Linked DNA regions of Mus musculus: region 2 is linked to region 1. A link is a contact called in public promoter capture Hi-C data. All regions are on one chromosome and are shown on one strand. The core of a region is the stretch at or near the end of the contact, and the rest is flanking DNA. Distances in the headings are between cores, read along the strand shown.

What was found. Promoter capture Hi-C pulls out the DNA fragments that hold promoters and counts their contacts.
Region 2: a contact with region 1 is called in a promoter capture Hi-C map of liver, with 2.1 times the contacts expected there. The contact joins the promoter of Cfhr3 here to the promoter of F13b in region 1. A contact is called at or near these places in 2 of 39 promoter capture datasets (both in liver), 1 of 115 datasets of contacts at active chromatin or transcription factors (embryonic stem cells) and 1 of 9 other capture datasets (adipose tissue).

The regions. Positions count from the first base shown.
Region 1 is chr1:139,499,956-139,503,774 of GRCm38.p6, reverse strand. It overlaps F13b (coagulation factor XIII, beta subunit), which reads right to left and starts at 2,068. Exons shown (of 12, transcript NM_031164.2): 1 at 1,963-2,068; 2 at 1-14. The coding sequence starts at 2,029.
Region 2 is chr1:139,659,346-139,663,164 of GRCm38.p6, reverse strand. It overlaps Cfhr3 (complement factor H-related 3), which reads left to right and starts at 2,159. Exons shown (of 7, transcript NM_001374101.1): 1 at 2,159-2,323. The coding sequence starts at 2,266.

The DNA.
Region 1 (3,819 bases), core at 819-3,318:
ATCACACTGTTTCTCTGAAATGAGGAAAACTCAAGCTGAAAACAGAAAAACATTCAAAAACCCATAAAACTCATGAGGAAACAACATTTCTAAAAGGTTGAGGGGGTTTTGTTGCTTTTTTTGTTTTGGTTTTGGTTTTTGGTTTTGTTTGTTTTTGTTTTTTGTTTCGGCAGATCTTTCAGTTTGCACTTACTTTCATAACCTAAGTTTAGAAGTGATACTGTCTCAGTCTAAATATCTAATATAATGCCCACTGCTCTTTATATAAACTGGCAATTCGGAACAGCTGTGTTACTCAGAGTAACTGACCGGTGACTTCTTGGAAGCTTGTCCTTGCTTTGTAGAACACTCTCATAGATACACCATGTCATCCCACATGCAATTTTAACACTTCTGAAAGTTACACTGGTAAGAGTAAAAATAAAAATGAATGCTTACTTTGCTTTAATAATAGGGTTTATTTAATCTAATATGTTAAAGTGTTCTATATTCTTTGTTCACACTTTTTAAATCCAGCAGGCCTTCCATTCACAGATCAGCTCTGCTTGGATCAACTGTTTCAGTGCTCAGTAACCATGCAGTTGATACTCTGTATTGGCAGGGAGTTGACTCCAAGGCTCCCCATAGATGCCAAAACCCATGGATGATCAAATCTTTTACATTCAGCGATTAAAATTTTGCATATAGCTTACACACCTCCACTAGTTTAGACTAGTGGTTCACAACCTTCCTAATACTGTGACCCTTTCATACATACAGTTAATGTTGTTATGATCCCTTTACCATAAAATTATTTTGTTACTTCCTAAGTATAGTTTTGCTACTGTCGTGAATCATAATGTAAATATTTGATATACAGGACATCCGATACATGACTCCAAAGGGGTCATAGCTCACAGGTTGTGAACCACTAGTTTAGACAATCTTCCAATAGAGTGGGCTTGATAGACGCCTATAATTTCAAATCATTTTCAAAAGGGTAATAATGAATGAAAGAACCTAGTTGCATATAAGCCATGTGACTTGTTTGAGGAGGCAAAGTGTCCCATGGTAATGAAGTCAGAATGGTTACCTCCATGTTCTGCTGCCTTAGAAAGAAAATAATGATAATGTCAGCCAGAGCTGAGAAAAACAAGACAAAATTATAGTCACCACACCATTGTCAGCATCTAGTGAAACACACACAGTCAAGTTCCCAAACATTCTAGTATTTCCCATGCATAATCACACGTTTACCATGGTAAGACCCAAAGTAGCTGCTATGGAGGACAGTGATGGCCACAAGGGCCACTGCTCTGGAAAGAAGAGACAACACCAACCAATGGGCTCACTGTCCTGGCTGATACATCAAATCTGTAGTGTTGATATCTCTGGACAATTTGATTTATAGCATTATTTTGACAGACTCATATCTCTCACTGTCTCCCAATATCCCTGTTTCTATAATCAACAATATTGGCATCAAAATAATCCCTATGTAATAACTCCAAAGAAAATAGAATCATGAGGAGAAACCTTGCTAGTGATTTTGTTCTTTTTCAAATTTCCCACATTATATTCTCTCCTCTTAAAAAGAGGAGAGAACTAAACTTATGCAAGTGTTACTATTATGCATAGATCCTTGCCTAAAATTATAATTAAGGCAAATATGTGACTTTCAAATTGACCAGATTACCAGCATTATCAGCATTAATTTGGCGAATAACTAATAAACCAGAAAACACTTTAAAGTAGTTAGACCCTGGCTCCCCGTGCTCCCAAATCTAGAGAAATAAAGGATTCCAAAGAAACATTATCAAGATGTTTAAACAAGTTACTTTTATGTAAAGCATGCATTACAAAACTGGCATGTGAAAGTGAAATATTAGGTCAAAATTCAAGAACTATGATACTTAGATGACACTTAGACTCTCTCTTCTCTATATGTATTTTAGAGAATAAAGAGTAATAAAAGAATTTTACCTTCTGCATAGAGTTCTCCTGAGAGGATTAATAAAAGAATAAATGGCAAGTGTCTCAGCGTCATCATCAGTGTGTCTCATGAAGATTTTTACAGCTCTAAAGCACCCAGGATCTCATTACTAAATACTCAATACTTCTCTTGACAAAACAAGTTAATAATTACAATGTCTGTCTAAGTACCTTTGGAACGAGGTAACATTTTACTTAAACTAGTCTCAAATAATTGAAAATATTGTGCCAGTATTAGCTGACAATAATTTTCTGAGTTTAATAAGAACATATGAGGCAACATAGGCAAAAAAATGACAGCAGCATAAATAATGAATACAGGCCAAATACGGAAGGGTATATTTCAAGTCAGAGTCACAACTATTTATTCCTAGGGCAAAGTCTACCTGCTCGCTGCTGTTTACAAGCTTTGAACTGAGCAAAGATGAACTTAGAGAGCATGAGGCAGTGGACACTTGATATGAAAATACATTGTTTGGCCTGTAGTCTCCCAAATTATAAATGATCTTCTCTTAAAGTATGACAGCAAATTATAAAAGCAGTAAGGCACAATATGTGCTGTATTTGGGTATTACAGTATTACTCACTTATGAGAAAGTTTTGAATGACCACTATGGACAAGTTATAAAGACCCTGTCTCCACAGCCTAAACACTTTCCTGACCTAGCCAACTCAGTCAGTCTTCAAGGTCTCAAGTGAGGGAGAGAGGATTGAAAAAGAAAAACAGCTAGACAAAATTATAGCGCGACTCCAACCTGTACTGAGGCTGAGGCAGGTTTATTTTTCTCCAGCCTGCTTTTATACCTTTCTAGCAACATTCAAAAAACATGGTCGGTTCTTAGATCAAAGACAAAGTAATCAAGCAAAGTAGTAAACAAGGAGATCACACAAGAAAGCAGTCAAGCAAAGTAGTAAGCAAAGAGATCACACAAGATAATAATTAAGTAAAGCCCCACGGTCCGTGTTTCTAATATTCTTATCTGAGCCTACTTCTTGTCCCAGCCCAGTGACAAATGTCAAGTTCTTAGAAGCTGCACCAAAAGCTCTCAACTCTTTTCACCTAGGCTTCACCTCTGAAAACTATTGTGTTACAGAACTTTGGGTCCTACATGTGATTATTCGGAATATATATTCAAAGCATAGCAGTGCCCAGTATTAAACTGCTGCCCCAACCTTCTGGTCTTTGCTGTGGTATATTGATTAGGTTCCTTATTTAACATATCTTTGTATCTCAAGAGCAAGTCCTAGTTGGTGGTATACACTCCATTCAGTGCTCTCCTGCGTTTACTAATTTCCTGTTTGTGCTGGTGTCTGTTCATCAGGAATAGCCTTGTCCGGCTTTGGTATCCTGTGATGCTGGCTTTACTGAAGGAGTCTGGAAACTTCTTTGCTTCTTTCTGGACACAATGAAAGCAAGGTGGTTCTAGTTGATCTCAAAATATTTGGGAGAAACCGCCATCTAGAAAAGGTCTTTAGATTTTCTGTTCTTAATTTCTTGTTCAGTTTAAGTCTGTTCTAATTTGTCTAATTTTTGTTTTGTTTTGTTTTTTTCTGATTCAGTCTTGACAGGTATTTTAGTTCTTTGTGTCTTCGCTATGACTGATTCTCAGCACTCAAAGAAAATGTGTTTCTTAAGTTCACAGTTCTGAAAGCCCAAAGGCACTGCTATTTTGATTTAAATTTTGTTTCTCTCCTTCACTCACACTTCCTCTCCACTGAGAAACATTTGAATGGAATGTTTTTGCTTCCCTCTTTATCAGCCTGTTCCTATCTTTAAAACAATGTTAGACAATAGGCAGGATAGTTGTCTTTTTTTTTTTAAATACATTTGTAGTGGTTTGAATAAGC
Region 2 (3,819 bases), core at 910-3,409, 160 kb before region 1:
ACATGTGAGAAAAGACTAATATCAGAAATAAAAAAGAACTCAGAAAGAAAGAAATAACCCATACAAAAATAAATGTCCCATTCAAAAACAGGCCTGGGATATGCACAGAGAGTGTACAAAAGAAAAAACAAAAGATTTATGTCAAGTCTTATTCCATTCTGTTATGGTGTATTTGGTTGATATTTCTTAGAAACCTGTTCTTTTTTAAAATAAAATGAAGGAGTAGTGGATCTGGGGAAAGGGGAGGGAGGTAGAGGGCGAACTGGAAAAAATGGAGGGAGAGGACACTGCTGTTGGGATGTATTAAATGAAAGATTAGTAATAAAAAGAAAAGAGATAAAAGAAGATGAAAAATGGCTAATAAATTTTTCAAACAAGGATCTTGAACTCTAGTAGTTAGGAAAATGTAAATCAAAACAACTCTTTAGTTTTCACATGTTTCTGTCAGCATTGTGAAGATTAACAACTACCACCAATACCAAAATTACAGCAAAACCCTGACAACAAATGCTGGTGGAAATGGAAACCTCATGAAACTTCTATTATATTGAAAACTGGTGCAGGCATAATGGAAATCAATACAGAGAATCCTCAATATGTCTAAAATAAATCTACCTCATGTCGTAGCAGTACCATGCCTTGATAAATGCCAAATCAGTTGACATCTTGACCCACATATACTTGCTCATCTATGTTCATCGCTGCTCTTTCCACAATAGATGGTGAATGAAAGCCACCTAAATGTTCTTCAAATGATGAGCAGATCATAAACATTCCTGGCATATACAATATGGAATACCATTCAACTATAAAGAAAAGTGAAATCATAAACTTTTAAGGAAAATGGACGAACCAGAAAAGATTGTACGGAGTATGGTAACCCAAACCCATGAAGACAAACTTCACATAATCTTCCTTATTAGAGAGGTCTAGCTTCAAATCTTCACATGCAAGGTTATACACCAAAGCAACTGCAGAAACCAGAAAGGTAACTATATACCATTACCAGAGTAGTAGGGTGGATGAACAACAGAAAGGAGAATAGAGTACAAATTATTTAGCAGAAGGAATAGGAAAAAAAAAAAAAGGAGAGGGTGACATACTTAGGGAAGTAGAAGGAGAAAAACACGAGAGAAAGAATATTGAAATAGTGCATGGGAATGTCATAAGGAATCATATTATTAACTCCTCAATCAGAATAATGTGTGTGTGTGTGTGTGTGTGTGTACACGCACACACATGCAGTTCTATATGTGAAGGCCCATATCTACAACCAAAACCATCTATCAAACAACAATATTAGACAAGAGAAGCACTCTTCTGAGTTGTTGGTCAAGGTTGTCTAATAGAAGTCAAGATACTGATGACTGTTTCTATGGCACTTTGTTGTCCCCAAGAGGTAGATAATTCTAAATTGTGTATTCGATGTAGCCGCCTGCAGCCACACTAACTGGGTTCCTGAATGGGAGGCCGGAGCTGTATAGAAGAAAACGACGAGAGAAATAATGAAGGCCAAGACATTTTTCTGTTCAAGGCCCCAAAGTTTACTAAGAGTCTGTGTTTATAAAGGAGGGAGGACCATTCCCTGCCAATCCAGTCTTGATGTCATCTGTTGCCAGCCTGTTGGTTGCTGTCTCCAGAATATCTCAAGGGCCTCTCAGTAGGTAGCAGTGTCTTGGAGAAGAGCAGTAGCAGGTGACAGAACAATAGAGCCATCTAAGTCTGAAGGTTCCACCCCAGGTGGTCTCATACTCAGTGGCAGCGAGGTCTGAATCAGCCTCCTTCACGGCTGGGGAAGGCTACAATTCCATATCACAGGGTCCAAATGATCCTAAGCTGAATCTGTTCTGAAATTTCCTACCTGACATATACCATTCATTTTATTAGAAGTAGCTATGTAAGCTTACAAAGAAAAAAAAAAAAAAATCACCAACCATCCTAACCAGCTATTGTGCCTATAAGACAAGAGTAACTTATTCTCTCATATTCCTTTCTGCATAACAATTTGACTGACCAAAAAAAATGGCACTAAAAAATGAATGATGTTACATTGCTTCATAAGTGTAAAATAATTAACTTAATATTGTGAAATAGTTGATTGAATATTGTTTATTTTGCCCCTCCCTTTTGAACTTTGATGTTTACCAAACTGGATGCCAGTAATACACTGAAGTTCAATGTCATACACAGCATTTTTAATGACGGGGTTCCCAGAAGGACCACCACATCTGGAGCTTTAAGCTTTAGAACATGGGGTTCTGCAGCATGTTGCTCTTATCCATTATCTTTCTAACTGCATGGCTTTCTACTGCTAAAGGGGAAGGTAAGTGGAAGCAGATTTGAAACATGAAATTTCTAGCCAAATATTTTAACTCCTGTATGTCTATGAGAATATTTTAAATTTATTTTAACTTTGATAAAACAGTATTAATAAAAACTAAATTATGAAATATTTTAGGTAAAAACAAAACATATTGATAGTAAAAATAAATTAAATTTTGGAAATAGTCTCTGATAAGCAATAAGAGAGAAAAATTGACTAAAGGGATTTTCTCAGTTCTCTAATTTGAAAAATGTGAATAGCCTCTAAATTATAATTTGGAGAGAAAAAAGAAATTCATCTTGTAAATGTGTAAATAGTATATATAAGAAGATTAAATTTCAAAATGAAATTTCACCTAAAGAAAAAGTACCTGACAGAGTCTAAATATATCTAGGTCGATGTGGGATTGATTTCATCTCCACAAATTGGATATATTTTAATTTCATAGTCTTTAAAATGAGTAACTTTTCCTATTTCAAACGAATTATATTGCAGATAATGGACATGTCTTTAATGAGATAAGAAAGAATTATGCTATTTTGCAACAGTATTTATTTCCCTGTTTGTTGTTTGCTAATGTTTCCACAAAATGAGGGGTGATTTATGGAATTCCTCAGTCCCCATATTACATTTATTTTAAGATCCACCCTTTCTCATTTTGTATCATTTCAGAGATTTAAGCTCATTTTTATGCTATAAATTTGAATTCACTTTGAATTGTTGTCACAGGCAAGCATTCATTCAATGAGAGAAAAGTCCACCTGTGAAATGACAAAAAAAAAATTGGCTTTCATTTATTTTATACTTTTATAATTTTGATATTTTCACATAATTATATTGCTCTTCTTTTTTCTTCACAACTGTTCCATAGTCCCCTCCTTCTTCTCTGATTCAGGTTTTCTTTTTTCCCAAATTATTATTGCACACATATTTCTATATCTATATACATATATATCTACACCTAAATAACATTCTTCTTCGTCCATTCAATATGATTTGTAAATACTGTATGACTGATACTCTGTACAGTGTGGAGAATAGTAGTCACACTTTTCCTTTTGAATGAGTGAGTTTACAAACTATACAGTAAGAAAAGCAAAAGAACACGTAATGAGAAAGAGATTAGATAAATAGGTGACACAGACAGACTGAACAATGATAGACAGACAAACAGAGAACATTATTTCAGGAATTACGAAGTCCAACACTGATCTTCTAAGGTAGCTACCTTGTGGCATAACTTATCGCAGCTATCTGGGCTTCCCCTTCTGAAAGTCTTCTTGCATGATACTTCTAAGTAATAGAACAGAGAGTAACAGTAGAGATCACATAATCAAACCAGGTGCTCTCAATTTCCAGCAGGAACTGACTAGAAAAGTTGAAACAATAAGCTGAAGTTTCCAGTTGTGTTTCTCACCCTCACCTCCTGTAGATAAATTGGCTGTCTGATATTTCAGTTGTTTTTTTCTACTCTTCCTGAGAGTCCAGATGGAGAA